2 separate regions of the Gossypium hirsutum genome follow, and region 2 is linked to region 1. A link is a contact called in public Hi-C data. All regions are on one chromosome and are shown on one strand. The core of a region is the stretch at or near the end of the contact, and the rest is flanking DNA. Distances in the headings are between cores, read along the strand shown.

Region 1 (7,144 bases), core at 440-2,939:
AAGAGGGAAAACGGTATGACCGTTTCGTTGAAGAGAGGTTCTCTTTTGGATGCAGGTTTTGAAAAGTTAGGGCATTGTGTTCATGAAAATCAGACCCGGGTTAGTTTTGATTTACAGTGTACAAGTCGAATGCTAGAAGTCTTCTAATTTCTAAGCACAAATTCGACTCAGTTAATTCCTTGCATAGTTCAAGATAGGCTCGTGGCGGACTTTGGCAAAGATGGCGTTGTGAAAATATGAGTCAAGGTGGAGATTTGTTAAATATGACTCCCATTTTCAGCCAAATTTGAAAAATAATCTTTCAGTTAAACTCTGTTTACTTGTTTCAATCAAACACTGATTCGTTTAGATTATTTTATTATTATTTGACCTATGAATTTAGCCTATAAATAGGCTCTTTTACAATCTTATAAAGATGACACCCATTAGAGATTAGAACTCATAACACATTTAGAGAATTTTGTGTTTACGTTTTTTGGGTTCTTTGTTTTCGAGTTTTCGGGGTTTAGTCTTCATCTCCATCTTTGTACTCTTCGTTCTTTTGCCATTATATTAAAATTATCTTTACCGGTGGTTTTTTATCCTCTTTGGAGGGGTTTTTCCACGTTAAATTTATGTGTTTAATTTCTCAATTTATTCCGCTATTTTTCTTGTTCGTTGTTTAATCGGTCCGATCCTAACATATTCTTTTCTTGTTAACTATTATGGTAAAATTAAACAGATATGTTCGGGAAATTTAAAGGTGGTGATGGGCGGTTCATGGGGAGCTTATGTGGGGATGTTGAAGGGCTTTTGAGCTTGAATGAAGCTTCATTCATGGCAATACAAGGCGAAAAAATCCTTGAAGAAGCTAAGGGTTGTAGCAGTGAAAATCTTAAGAATGTAATAGGGAAACTGGAGAAAGTTAAGGCTAAGCAAGTTCAGCGGTCATTGGAAGTTCCACTTTACTGGAGTATGGAAAGGATTGAAGCACGAAACTTCATTGATTCCTACGCCATGGATGATTCAAACAACTCAGTTTTGCTTGACCTGGGTAAGTTAGACTACAATCTTATCCAGCCAATTTACCAACAAGAACTGAAACAACTTGCAGAGTAAGATTAATTTACTTATAATATATGGTTTTTATTTTTCGAAATTGAATTTTTATTTATTGGATGAAAAATAGGTGGTGGAGGGAATTGAACTTCAAGGAAAAGCTTAGTTTCAGCCGAGGCCGACTGATGGAAATATATTTCTGGGCTACTGGTTTGAGATTTGATCCCCAATATGCCAAATGCAGGATTTGCTTCACTAAGTCTGCATTCTTAGCAACTGTAGTTGACGACATCTATGATATATATGGATCACTTGAAGAACTCGAATGTTTCACCAAAGCAGTCACCGGGTAATATATAGTCTTTCTTTTATAATATTTTTATAGCAGCCAAAATTGGCGTATTGATTATACGGATTTGCAATAGGTGGGATGTGAAGGCTGTCCAAGAACTTCCAAAATACATGAGAGTAATGTTCTCAGCCATTTCAGACTTTACTAATGAATTAGCCCAACAGACCTTGAAAGACCATGGCCTTGACGTTCTGCCCTACATCAAAGAACAGGTAACATGGAGAACCTGAGAATTAACATTTCATAGAATTGGCTCTGATTTGCTGTTGTTATTTGCCAATTGCAGTGGGTTGTACTTTCCAGAGCTCACATCACGGAAGCCAGATGGTTTTATGGGAGGTCAAACTCCCACTTTTGATGAATATATTAAGAACGCATGGATTTCAATTGGAAGTCTTGGAGGGTTGGTTCTTCTTTGTTTTGTGGAGGCAGACTCCATTGTTCATCAATTTCCAAATTGTCTTAAGGATTTTTCTCAATTATTTTACTGATCATCTCTCATTACTCGACTCAGTGATGATCTGGGTACTTCCAAGGTAATATCTTCATTTGCAATACATAATTTGCTAGTCACTAAATTCTAGATGTGCTAAATTTTTTTCATTTTGAAGGCTGAGATGGAGAGAGGAGACATACCGAAAGCAGTGCAGTGTTACATGATTGAAAAAGGAGTATCAGAAGAAAAAGCACGAAATCATGTAAAAGAACTGATAAGCAATTCATGGAAGAAGATCAATGAAGAAATTTTGGATAATCGTTTCCCTCGAGTTATTATGAATTTATCTAAGAACATGGCTCGAACTGCTCAATGCATGTACTAGCATGGCGACGGAGTTGGGACATCAACCGGTGTCACTAAAGGTTATATTGTTTCATCAGTTCTTAGGTCTATTCCAATATAGATGACAAATACTTGCTCTCATTTTTAGTTTTTCAATTTGAGTATTTAAGTTGATAAATGCATGTAATGGATAAAGAGTTAATGTTATCAAATCTTTGTATTACTTTAAATTAATTTTATATTTTCTTATATCTGTAATATTCTTAAATTGAATAATAGGTATTTTTTTCTAAGAGTATTAATTGCACATTTAGAATTTGAATTTATACACTTATAAATAATTTATTTGATTTTTAAATATAATATTTCATAAAATAAAATTTTGTTTTTCATTCTTTACGTGCAATAAGTGCAAGGAATGAAACAATATTACTTAAAAGTTTGAATTAAAAACATATGATATTTCTCTTTGTAATTGTAACATCCCTCGCCGGATCTGATAGTCGGGTCTGAACTATGGGATGCTACAGTCGTTGCCAGAGCAACTATTAAAAAATTCACAATAAAATCATTATTCATGCAATCAACAACAATACAACATTCTATATCATAAACATTCTTTTCTGGGTCTTATATGATCATACGGATGCCTTAAAGTCAACCCGAGATCAAATAGGGACATTTTTGAAATATTTTTAAAATTACAGACCAAATACACCATAAATTAATCATTCAAATATTCAATCATGTCATAAACACCTAGATATTATGATACACAATTAAATTCGAGCCTTAATCGAGCTTACGGAAGCTCTTTTGTAGACTCAAGCATGAAATAGGACCAGATTGCAACATTTTCAAAGTTTTCAGAATAGGTATTGATACCATTTTGAGCTTTGAATTTTTTAAAATATTGAATTTAAAAGGAAGGTATCGATACCAGGCATAAAGTATTGATATCTTTGGTAAGGTATCAGTACCTTATCTCTGTATCAATACCAGTTTTAGGTTCAATATTTGAAATTTTGAGAAAAATCATTGTTGCCCTTTGAAACCTCATATTTTCTCTTTGTGAAAAATAGAACGTTGATAATGACAATGTATCGCAAAGAAAAGAGAAAGAAAAATAAAGAACACGCAGATTTTTACATGAAAACCCTTTCAGGAAAAAAAACACGGGCAGAAGAGAAGATAATTCACTATGTCAAATTTGAATGATTACAAGAGGAGTAGACTATATCTATTTATAGGCTTGTAAAACCATTCTAATAAGAGGACTGTAGTAAGGTTGAAACAGCTTATTCTAAAATAAAATAAAAGAAGTGCAGTTCTATATGGGTTTATTTTTATTTTATTTTACCACTGTATTTTATTTTAATAAGGATTTGAGTCACTCAATTCTAACACTCTTCCATTGCCACTACCCCTTTGTTTCTCCCCTCCTCTCTTTTTCTCTCATTGTTTTGCTGTCGAAACCACCATTCATCTTTGGCCGAATCTTATTTATCCTTTACAAGTGATCAATCAGTTTGTGATTATCCGTTATCACAAATCTGATATCCAAGAAGTGTAGGTTGATTATCAATCAGATCTAATTACATATTTCTTTTTTGTTTCTTGTATAATGGTCGAATCTATCAAGATTCCATGGTCGATTCTCACACGTATTTTTCTTATCTTTTTGTGTTTTTTATTAAAGGTTTAGATCCGAATAGCTCAGATCACTAGTGACATTAGAGATTATCTGTATCTCCATTTTAAGCTGAACTAGTGTAAGCGGTGATTTCGAAAATAAGATCTTAATGGCTATTATTTCTCTCTGATCTTGCCGAACCTATGTGGTGATCTAAAGGTTGGTTTTTGACTCGTGTTTTGTGTATGTTATGTACAGATCTAATCAAGCTCTAGTCAAATCTAAATATAGAAGTTGCGTATTTAAGTTTAGTGCTTCGGATTTGCATTATTCAAGTGTAGGTTCCCTAACCTTCTATGTTTGGTGAATGCTGAAAGTATGTAAGTACTTTATTGTATTGGCTGAATATGTAATGACTGTACAAGGTTGGCCGAATGTTCTAGGGCTTTAAAGCTTAATTAACCAAATGTGTAAGCCCTATAAGGGTTAACCGATTTTATGCCTATTGTTATTGATTGATTGGCTGATTGCATGTTATTACATGTCTTGTACTGTTGAGCATACTGATTGTTATTGTATAATTGATTGCATATATTGCATGCCACTAATTGTTACGTTGTTTGTTACTTGTATGTAAAAAAACATGAAATTGATTGTTATTGTTACTACTAAATGCATGAAAATCATGCCACCAATAATGATAAATTGAATGCATGTTAAGCATGCCATCGTTACTGAAATTGATATTGGTAAGTAGATATGCAATACGACTAATCTGACATATTGCATTGCATAGGGATTGGGACTGATTGGTGAAAGAGTTCCGTCGAGTACTGTCGGTTTATCCATAATTTTATACTGGTAATTAACCTACAACCCTGGAGTATTGTTTGGAGCACTGGAGGATTATCTGCAAATTACTGGTTGTCTAATTGCAAATTGTTATTGGTGGTTTATCCATATTGAGCTACGACTCTTTGATGTTCAGATGATAAGTTCTAGGGAACTTATGGTGTGTAGCGGATGGATGGGTGGGAAATATGTGCTGTTTTTATATTAGCATGCCCATGCATATGTGTATATATACTGTATATTTATGATGGCATGCTCTGCTGTGATCTCAGGAGTGTTGTTGGCTATTGGCTTTACTGTAACATGATTGTCTGTATGTATATACATTTTTTTTTCTGTTTAAGACTCACACTGAGCTTTTAAATATCACCCCCATAGTTTTACTTCTTACAAATAACCCACAAGATTAGGGTCAAACACGACATTCAGAGGAATCGTCTTGGAAATTTTTAAATAAAGTACTTTTAGACTAAATTTTATTATTGATTTTGGGGACTGTAATGGTTATTTTGGACTTTGGAATGAGTTTTTTTTTAATTGGGATTTTGCGTGCATGGAACTTTGCAAAAGTCTAGCAATCCTAATAATTGGCTTAAAATTACATAAGACTCGATTTTTCTTATAAAATTAAAGGCTTCACTTTTTTCGATGTGTAGCAATGAAATTGGAGTTTTAACAAGGCAAATTGATGAAATCAACTAAGTTTTTTTCTAAATTTTCACGACACTTATTAAATCAAACTCTTAAATTAACTCGACTTAAGAATCTGACGTTTTGATAATCCTAAGGCAATTACATTAAGTTTTCTAAAAGTTAGTAAAAAAGAACGTTTTCAAAATTTATTAGTTTTACTAGGCCTTTTCGGTGACCGATGTAGCATTCAGAATTTGACCATAACATTTGGCCTGGGTTAGGGAAGTAAAATAACATCTCAATGCATGGTGATGATTCTGCCCATTTTGACTATTTAGAAGGGTTAATGTGCACCTTAAAAAAAAGGTTAATGTGTTTGTTTGTTAGGGTATCTTTCTGTCTCTTTTTTTTCTACTCTTATGTTTTAACTTGCTTGTTTGTATGTCCTTATTTAAACCTTTTGTGAAATTTGTTAATATAAAATCCATCTTCTAATTTGACCAAAATAAATATTTATTTGTTTTCCTTTTAAAGTGTTTCTTATTATATATGTATATAATAAAGATTAATTAATTTGAGTAAATTTAAGAGTGTTTGAATCAATTTGTTTTTAATATTATATTAAAACTATATAATTATCAACAAATATGTTGACAATTGTTTAAAGTAAAAAATGGTGAAAGGGTGCATAATTGTGTTTGTATAAAATCTTTTGCCGAGATTATAGCGGAAGGGCCTATAGAAGATCTTCTAGTTTTATGGTTATGTTATAGGCACATTTATCCCAGAAAATAAAATTGAAGAACGAGAGAATATTTAACTTTGTGAGGCTTTCCAACATCATTGATGAAAAAAGAGCGGTTATCAGACTAAACAATATTGGTATTTTCAACTACCATGTTAGATTTAACTAGAAAGATTCAAAAGTAGATATGCTTATTGGAGGAGGGTTACAAGTGTTTCGACTGAGATGAGAATATGCTTGAGATTATAATCTTGGTGTATTGTAGTATGAAAGTAACACCCTCTAATCTGAGCGTAAGCTCAACAACTCAGCCTAGATGTTAAACTCAAATTCGAGAGATTACTTCAACCAATAAGATGGCCTAGTAGGGTTATCGAAATTTTTGAAAAAAAATGGTTATTTTAAAACCTTAATTTAACTTAATAGAAAACTTAGTTTAAATATTGTTTTAATATTCCTCAATATTTTAGTTATTATTTAGCAGCGGAAAAAATGGTTTTTACTTATGTTATTAATGAAAACATGGTTTCATGCGTAATTAAATATATCAAGTTAATAACCTAATTAAAAGTTAAAACTAGATGTCATGCAAAAATAATTGAACCTAGGTCCTAAATCCCATGCTTTAGTTTAAAAATAAAGTATTACAGTCCTTGAATAATAAAATAAATCAAAATATTAAGCCTTAATAAATAAAAAAGATTGTGTTAAGACCCTCTAGATTTCGTGTTAAGGCAGCCATTCAAGAGAGAAATAAGGTCAGGGATAGGGAACGAAACAAGTGTGGAGCTTTCGACACGGTTTCTAACATTGGTTTCAAAAGTCCCAGAGATGTAAAATGCCCCAGTGAGGGAGTCACAGAATATAGGTTTCCAACAAGAGCGAAGTGGACACCAAGCCACTTCTATATCCAGCATTGGAGGATCTAGAGAATGAAGGTTATCATTTATAATAATTATGGGAAAAACCATACTGGAATATATTGGAGGGCTACTGGCGGATGTTACAAATGTGGAGCCCAAGACCATTACAAGAAGGACTTCCCATAAGAGGAGGAGGAAATACTGAACACTCTGTTCAGGTCGCTAGGCAGACTCAGCTTAAAGTGAA
Region 2 (7,063 bases), core at 2,735-5,234, 440 kb after region 1:
ATAAAATTATTTTTACATTTTTTACAAATAATAATATCCTTAAAAAAAACAATTGGGACTTACTAGCGTATACTGTTACAACAATGTGAATTAAAACACACACACATAAAAAAAAAATCTTTCAATTATTTTTCATTTTCTTACTAATAAAACAATGATTCCCCCCGCCCCCCCCCCCCAAAAAAAAAAAAAGATTTTCATCTTAACAAATTTCTAATCCATGCTTTAGCCTAACTAATCCCATTAACATTTACATACTAGTAAACAAAAAAGGAAGAGTTTACATTTGATGCAAGGATGATGTATATATCTATAAAATGCCAATGAACCAGATGATGCCACTTAATTAAAAGTTTTGGAAGTAAATCCACCTAACTTCACTTTTAATAAAATGGCATAATTTGGTTCGTAGACATTGTATATATTCATATATTATCGGTGTATCAAAAATAAATCTAAATATACAAAAATGTCCAAAAAACTAACTCTTCATGGGGCGCTTCCCATGGGGGTCAGATTTTGAGGAGCTTGCAAGAGTTGTTGCTGAAGCAGATGCAGATGCAGTATTAGTATTACAATTAAAGGTTGATTCAGAAGTATGAGAATCTGAAAAACCGGAAGCTCCTGCAGTCGATGAGGATCCAGGGCGAGGGCGTGATCTCCTGTATCGGTTACCCGCAATTCCAGGTCTCATTGGCTCATCTAGATGTCCAGGTTTCTTTGACAGCATAATAACAACCCGGTGCATGTCAGGTCGTGTTTTGGGATCACTTTGCACACATAGTAACCCTATTCGGATGCAGAAACTTACTTGCTCCGGGGGTGCTGATGGCACTATGGCAGCATCCATAATCTCCAGGCCCTTCCCTTTTTTGTAAAGCTTATATGCCTGCAAAATCAACAACCAAACAAGTGCCGGTTACAACCCTTTCTTCCAAATCCTTGAATGTTTGAATAATTTTCACCATTAAATGTGAAGATTATGTAACATGATTCCTATGAAACTTCCCATACATGCCAGGACCCATAATGTATTGACTCGGTGCTTTTGACCGAGTCCATCTCATGCAAGTGGTATGGTCCTAACTGAGACCAAATCAATAGGATATAAAAGTAAAGTAAGGCATCATGCAATTTCCAGTCAGATATCACAAAATGTTCAGTCCCCAGATAATGATTTTCGCCTTTGTGGAAAGTCCACAGGACAGCAGATATGTAATAAGGCAGAGCAAGAACTATGCTAAGGTATAAATGCCAGATGACATTAGACAGAAAGACTAATAATAGCACACAAAATGTCATCTCGTACAAGCTGCAAACATTCAAAAATATGAATGTCACGAATTACTAAAAGTTATCTTAGTTAAATGAATGATTCCATCTATGTTACTTGGACTTGGCTGAACATAAGTGCATTTGTTTTTCAAGCTTTTCTATATATTTGGAGAGTTGGAAAGAAAATGAAGACTTGAAGCAACAAAAGATTAGATCATAATCTAGCTCTTACCCAATCAAGTAGATTTTGAGCATCCACATTTAAATTGAAGGATGAGTTTTTCTGGCCACTGATCAGCTCCAGAACCAAAACTCCGAAACTGAACACATCTGCCTTCGCTGATAGTTGTCCATGCATGACATACTCCGGTGCCATATATCCACTGTTTCCAAACAATAAAATACAAATAACTTCATTAAATTGACACCTTATGACATTACCACAAAATCAGAAGCATGTAGATCTCATCATATTATCAATTAAGAGGATGCATGCGAGACAACGTACTTAGTACCAGCTACACGGGTGTTGACATTTGATTCACCCTCGGGAAAGAGACGAGCCATACCAAAATCAGCAATTTTAGGGACCCATTTATCATCAAGTAAAATATTGCTTGCCTTGATATCCCGATGAATGATACGATTGTGTGAGTCTTCGTGGAGGTAAAGCAAACCTCGTGCGATGCCTGTAATTATTTCATACCTTCGCTTCCAGTCAAGCTCCACGTTTCTATTCGATTCTACGGAGGGAAAAATCTTAATCATCATTATTATTACTAAAACCTGGAATTTTTCATTAAAAAGGTTTTTTGACTAGATGATAAATAATCTCATATTCGATGATCAGTTTCAAGCACAATCTTGAAGTTAAGTTTCAAAGAACGAGTCTAGTAGAACATCCCTTGAATCACAATATCTAAAGATCATTTATAGCAATACTCATGCATGTTGCCAAAGATGGTTACACCATCTCGTGTAAAACTCATATGATTCACGATGAGCTCAGTTGACTCAACTATTACAATTAAATACATACTAGATATCACCAAGGGAACGAACCAATGGTAAGAAACTTTTACTCTGGCTTGTTTGAGTCCTGGAATGGCAGTGATGCAGTTAACGACAGATCAGTCATTAGTCAAAGCTCTCACTCAGCCTAACTGCTAATTTCTCATAATCCAAGACCCTTTCAAACTATAATTTTAACATTTTTCAAAATATAAACGCATCAAGGTTAGCACAACATAAGTTGTAATTTCCACTCTTAGTCAGAATTCTCCTCCTCATAAAAATAAGGGTTAGTTCTTTTTAGAGAACAAAGGTTCTGCCTTGTCTCTATTGCTCAATCCATATCCTTTCAAAGCTGTTCGAAATGAGTATTCATAGTTTCTACACATATTAGTCTGTTTTGAGTTCTAAAAACCGACATCAATAACAACAGCACCACAGACACACAAAGGTGGAGATGAAACAAAAGAAACAACAAATACGAAACAAAAGGAAAACAAACAATATAGCCTTCTAGCACCGAAAGCTAAATTGTGCCAAAACTATCAGAGTTAATCCATTATAATTTATTCTGATAGCCCGAAACCTGCATAAAAACAAATTATGGTAACTTACTGAAGAGAAACTTGTCAAGACTCTGATTAGCGACATACTCATACACCAAAAAGCTTTTCGTTGCCATGTATGCAGTAGCCCAACAGATTCACAACATTGCGGTGCTGTACACGTGCTAGCAACTTCGCCTCGTTCTCAAATTCCTTTTTCCCCTGATTCGAGTATTGAGATAGCTTCTTCACTGCAATTTCCCTTCCATCATCTAACTTACCCTACAAATTAAAGAACAGCCATCAATTACAGATAAGTTCCTCACAGATAAGCTCAATTAACTAAAAACATCAGCATTTTGAAACCTGAAAACTACTTGAGAGCAACATGATTTTAAGCTTGGTTTAAGATGGAATTACTGGAAAAGTAAGGCAGGCTTAATGAATTAACTACAGTTCTAGCTTCTTGTGCAACTTCAATTAAAATTTTCTATGCTTTACCTCCTCATTAATAGCTAAGACAAACAGCTTAATGGTTTGATTAGGTTCTTGAGTTATTAGGACAAACGGTTCACTCTAAATCAAAGCTAATAGTGAAAAATGGAAATCTCAAGCTATGTTAGACTCTTCATTTTTCCTTAAGTAAATGAAAAATTATCAAAAACGAAGCCTGTCCCATTGTATCAAATATACTTCAATGCAAACAATATGTATGACAATCCATTGTATCACATTCTATAAATTCAAACAAGAATTATTTTCTAACCAATGGGGAAAAAATTAAATAAATAAGGTTCAACAAAAGGTTTCCTTTATTTTCTAGCTAGCCATACAATAATTAGGATCTTACCCTATAAACAGGTCCAAAACCCCCTTCACCGAGCTTGTGGTGAGGGTGGAAATCTTTTGTAGCAGCAACTAAAGTCTCGAAAAGGAAGTTCTTTTGTTCTTTTTGAGCTATTTTCTCCAAATCCTCTTCATTTTCCCCACCTGAAACACACACCAAATAACACACTAATCATCAATCGTGTAGAGAAAAGATCAAACTTTTCACATAAAAACTGGGCTCCCCCCCCCCCCATTTTACCATTGCTTGAGTTGGACCTGAAAGGTTTGATTAGATTTTGAAAGAAATTCTTGGCTTTAGACATAGGGTCTTGAAAACTAGACCATGAAATGAAAATGGAATGAGAAGAAGTAATGAATTGTTGGGAGGATGAAGAAAAAGAGGAAGGTTTCAGAGATACTAATGAGAAATTTGATGGTTTTCCTGGATATGATTTGGGCGGAAAACAAAGATACGTTTGGGATTGATTGAGCGTGTTGACTATTTGGTTGACAGTTCACATTTGCATTTCTCTTGAAATTGGATTTGGTCTTATTTTCTATAAAATTAAATTTCCAGTTTATTGTTAAGTTTCTGGAATAAAGAAATGAATCAAATTTTAGATTTGTATCTTGTAAATAATAATCATAATTATCTTTCAATTTCATTCCAAATTATTTAAAATTTGTTTTGAGTTCATATATAAGCAACTCTAAAATTTGGGATATTTATTATCCAGAATTTTAAAGGTGAAATCAATAAAATAAATCTACATACCATGAACTCTTAAAAATCCAAAAATTCAATTAACTCCATGTATTAAATTTACACCCAATTAAGTCGGTATTAACAATTTTTATCATTGACCATTAAAACAAATTGATGGATAATCAGATTGTGACACATGAAAACTTTTGATTTAATCTAATAATTTTCTCATAAAAATATTAAAAAATCAGAAAAAAATAAAAATATATAAACAAATCAAAAAATTTATTAAATACTAAAATTTATATAAACTTATTAAAATTATAAAAACTTATAAATATTATATATAATTAATTTTCTAAAATTTATATCAAATTTTATACTTTTTAAATATTAATATTTTTATAATTTTTTTAATCATTTTCATGAGAAAAATATTAAATTAAACTAGAAGCTACAACGTGTCACTATTTAATTGGATTGATTTGTTAATTTATTTTAACAATGAATAAAAAAATGGAAATTAATTGATTATTTAAATTAAGTGGGAATTTAATAGTTTAATTATTTTTTTGAGGTATAACTGTTAAAATTAAATAAGGTTGTCCTGGTAAGCGAAGGAAAAGAGAGAGTTTTGGTAGTTAAGCAATTTGACATATGTTGGGTTGAAACTTGAAAATTCAAACGGAAGTTGACGTTTGAGTCATTGTGTGTGTTGATATAAAAAATATATAATAAACCCTTATTTTAACATCATCAAAAATATACACAGATTTCTCAATTTTATGTAACTTAATAATATTAAATTTTACACTGTAAATATTTTTTTTATTTTACTATAAAAATAACGCGTATAGTAAATTATTTACTAGAATGATATGTTTTTAATAGTAAATTTAGATGGCATCAATATCTCATCTATCATTAGTCTCAAAAGTCATCTCATCATTTTCTAATTATTCAAGGTGAAATAAAAAATTAATTGTAAAGTGGTGTTGTCATTTTGTAAGCAAAACAAAATATTGTTTGTGTTTTCTTTAAATATTATACAATATCGAAAAAATACAAAATATAATACATTAACGCACTTGTTCAAATTTCTTTTTATAAAGTTGGAGTAAAATAAAAAATTTAGCATGTGAGAAAAAAGATTTAAAGAATTAGTTGGGAAGGAGTTTTAAAATACAAAATTTTGTATCGTCACCATATCAGGCAACGTGATTTGGCTCACTGGCACACAATCCCAACATGTTACTTTTTTTTTAAGAAAAATTGAATCGATTCTGCCAATGGGTGAAGTGACACCACTTAAATTTTATATTTTGTATTTCTTCAATATTGTACCATGTTTAAAGAAAATACAAATAATTTTTACTTTTACCTGACAAATTGGTAGCACTACTTTAAAAATAATTTTTAAAGAAATGATGGGTGACTTTTGAGGCTGGTGTGATCTAACATGTTAACCATACTTAAATTTACTAATGAAAATATACCATTTTGATAAATAATTTACAACATATCCTATTTTCGTAATTATTTTTTTCTTTAGGTATTACTAATGTAAAAACCCAATATTTTAGAAATCCGTTTTGAAATAATTTCTCCTTGAGTTTGTTCTGTTGTTGATTAATTTTAATGCTGCTAATGTTGTTGGTAAGTGAAAAGGCTAATGGAGACATATTTTTTATCTGAATAAGAAAAAGGGTCTTGCAGTTAGTTGGGAGAAGCCTACTGTTGGGCGGGTCAAACTGAACTCAGTCCTGGAGTGGCTACGGGTTTTGCTTTTGGGTAAATAATTGTAAACTGATTCTTCATCTAGTTTACCCAATATTTATCCATTAGTTTCAAAAACAAAACAACTATATAATTTTAAATATTGAATATTTATGACAGTTTTTCCTTCAAATTATAATATTTCGAAACTAAAATTTTAATTTTATATAGATTAAATTTTGCTATTGTGGATTTAATTTATCAACTTTAATTTGAGTTCTTGTAATTTTTTACTTGATAAATTTCGTCCCCATACTTAATTTGAAAATTTCAATCTTGACTCAAATCGTAGCAATTAAATCTATATAGTTAAATTATACTATTAATCATGTATCATGCATAGAGTCGTAGATTTAGTCTAGTTTCTCCAATTTGATCATTCATTGTCCCCTTATTTTAAAAAATTCAAAATTTCGATATTGACACAAATGTCCATCGTTAAATCTATAAACTGGCTTTTTAAATAAGTAATATGTGAAAAATAAGTTGACATAAAATTAAATATGTGATAATATATTTACGCATAAGATTTTGAAAATAATAAACTTAATGGATTTAACAACTATCGTTTGATAAATACTGAAATGTTAAAAATTCAAAAAAAGGAAACAAACTAAAATGACTTAAAATCTATATCTTATGCATAATACAAAAACTAAAACCAAAAAATCAACCTTCCATGAAACATATTTTTAAAAAGCATAAAGATACTTCTCACCATATTATTTTGAAGAAACATATTTTTAAAAAGCATAAAGATACTTCTCACCATATTATTTTGAAGGGTTATTATGTAGTTTACCCTTTGAACTTATTCAAAAGTACCTCAGTACCTGGATTTGTATCTAGTTGATGTCTAAACTTTTATTTTGTTACACACATTATCCCAATTTGTTAACAACATTAATTTTGTAAGGGTTAA

Evidence for each region. Hi-C and Micro-C count contacts between places; a contact is called where the count stands out from the background.
Region 2: a Hi-C map of leaf shows a contact between it and region 1, with 4 times the contacts expected there. The contact joins two enhancer-like sites. A contact is called at or near these places in 12 of 34 Hi-C or Micro-C datasets (callus, hypocotyl, leaf and 2 more).

The regions. Positions count from the first base shown.
Region 1 is chrA05:48,060,667-48,067,810 of Gossypium_hirsutum_v2.1, forward strand. It overlaps the pseudogene LOC121229156. Among protein-coding and RNA genes, the nearest start is that of LOC121228943, 26 kb to the right of the region's middle. Within about 2 kb of position 1,690, at least 1 of the 9 cell types and tissues checked has an H3K27ac peak or open chromatin away from gene starts, as enhancers often do.
Region 2 is chrA05:48,502,912-48,509,974 of Gossypium_hirsutum_v2.1, forward strand. It overlaps the pseudogene LOC107959939. Among protein-coding and RNA genes, the nearest start is that of LOC107959940, 8.7 kb to the left of the region's middle. Within about 2 kb of position 3,985, at least 6 of the 9 cell types and tissues checked have an H3K27ac peak or open chromatin away from gene starts, as enhancers often do.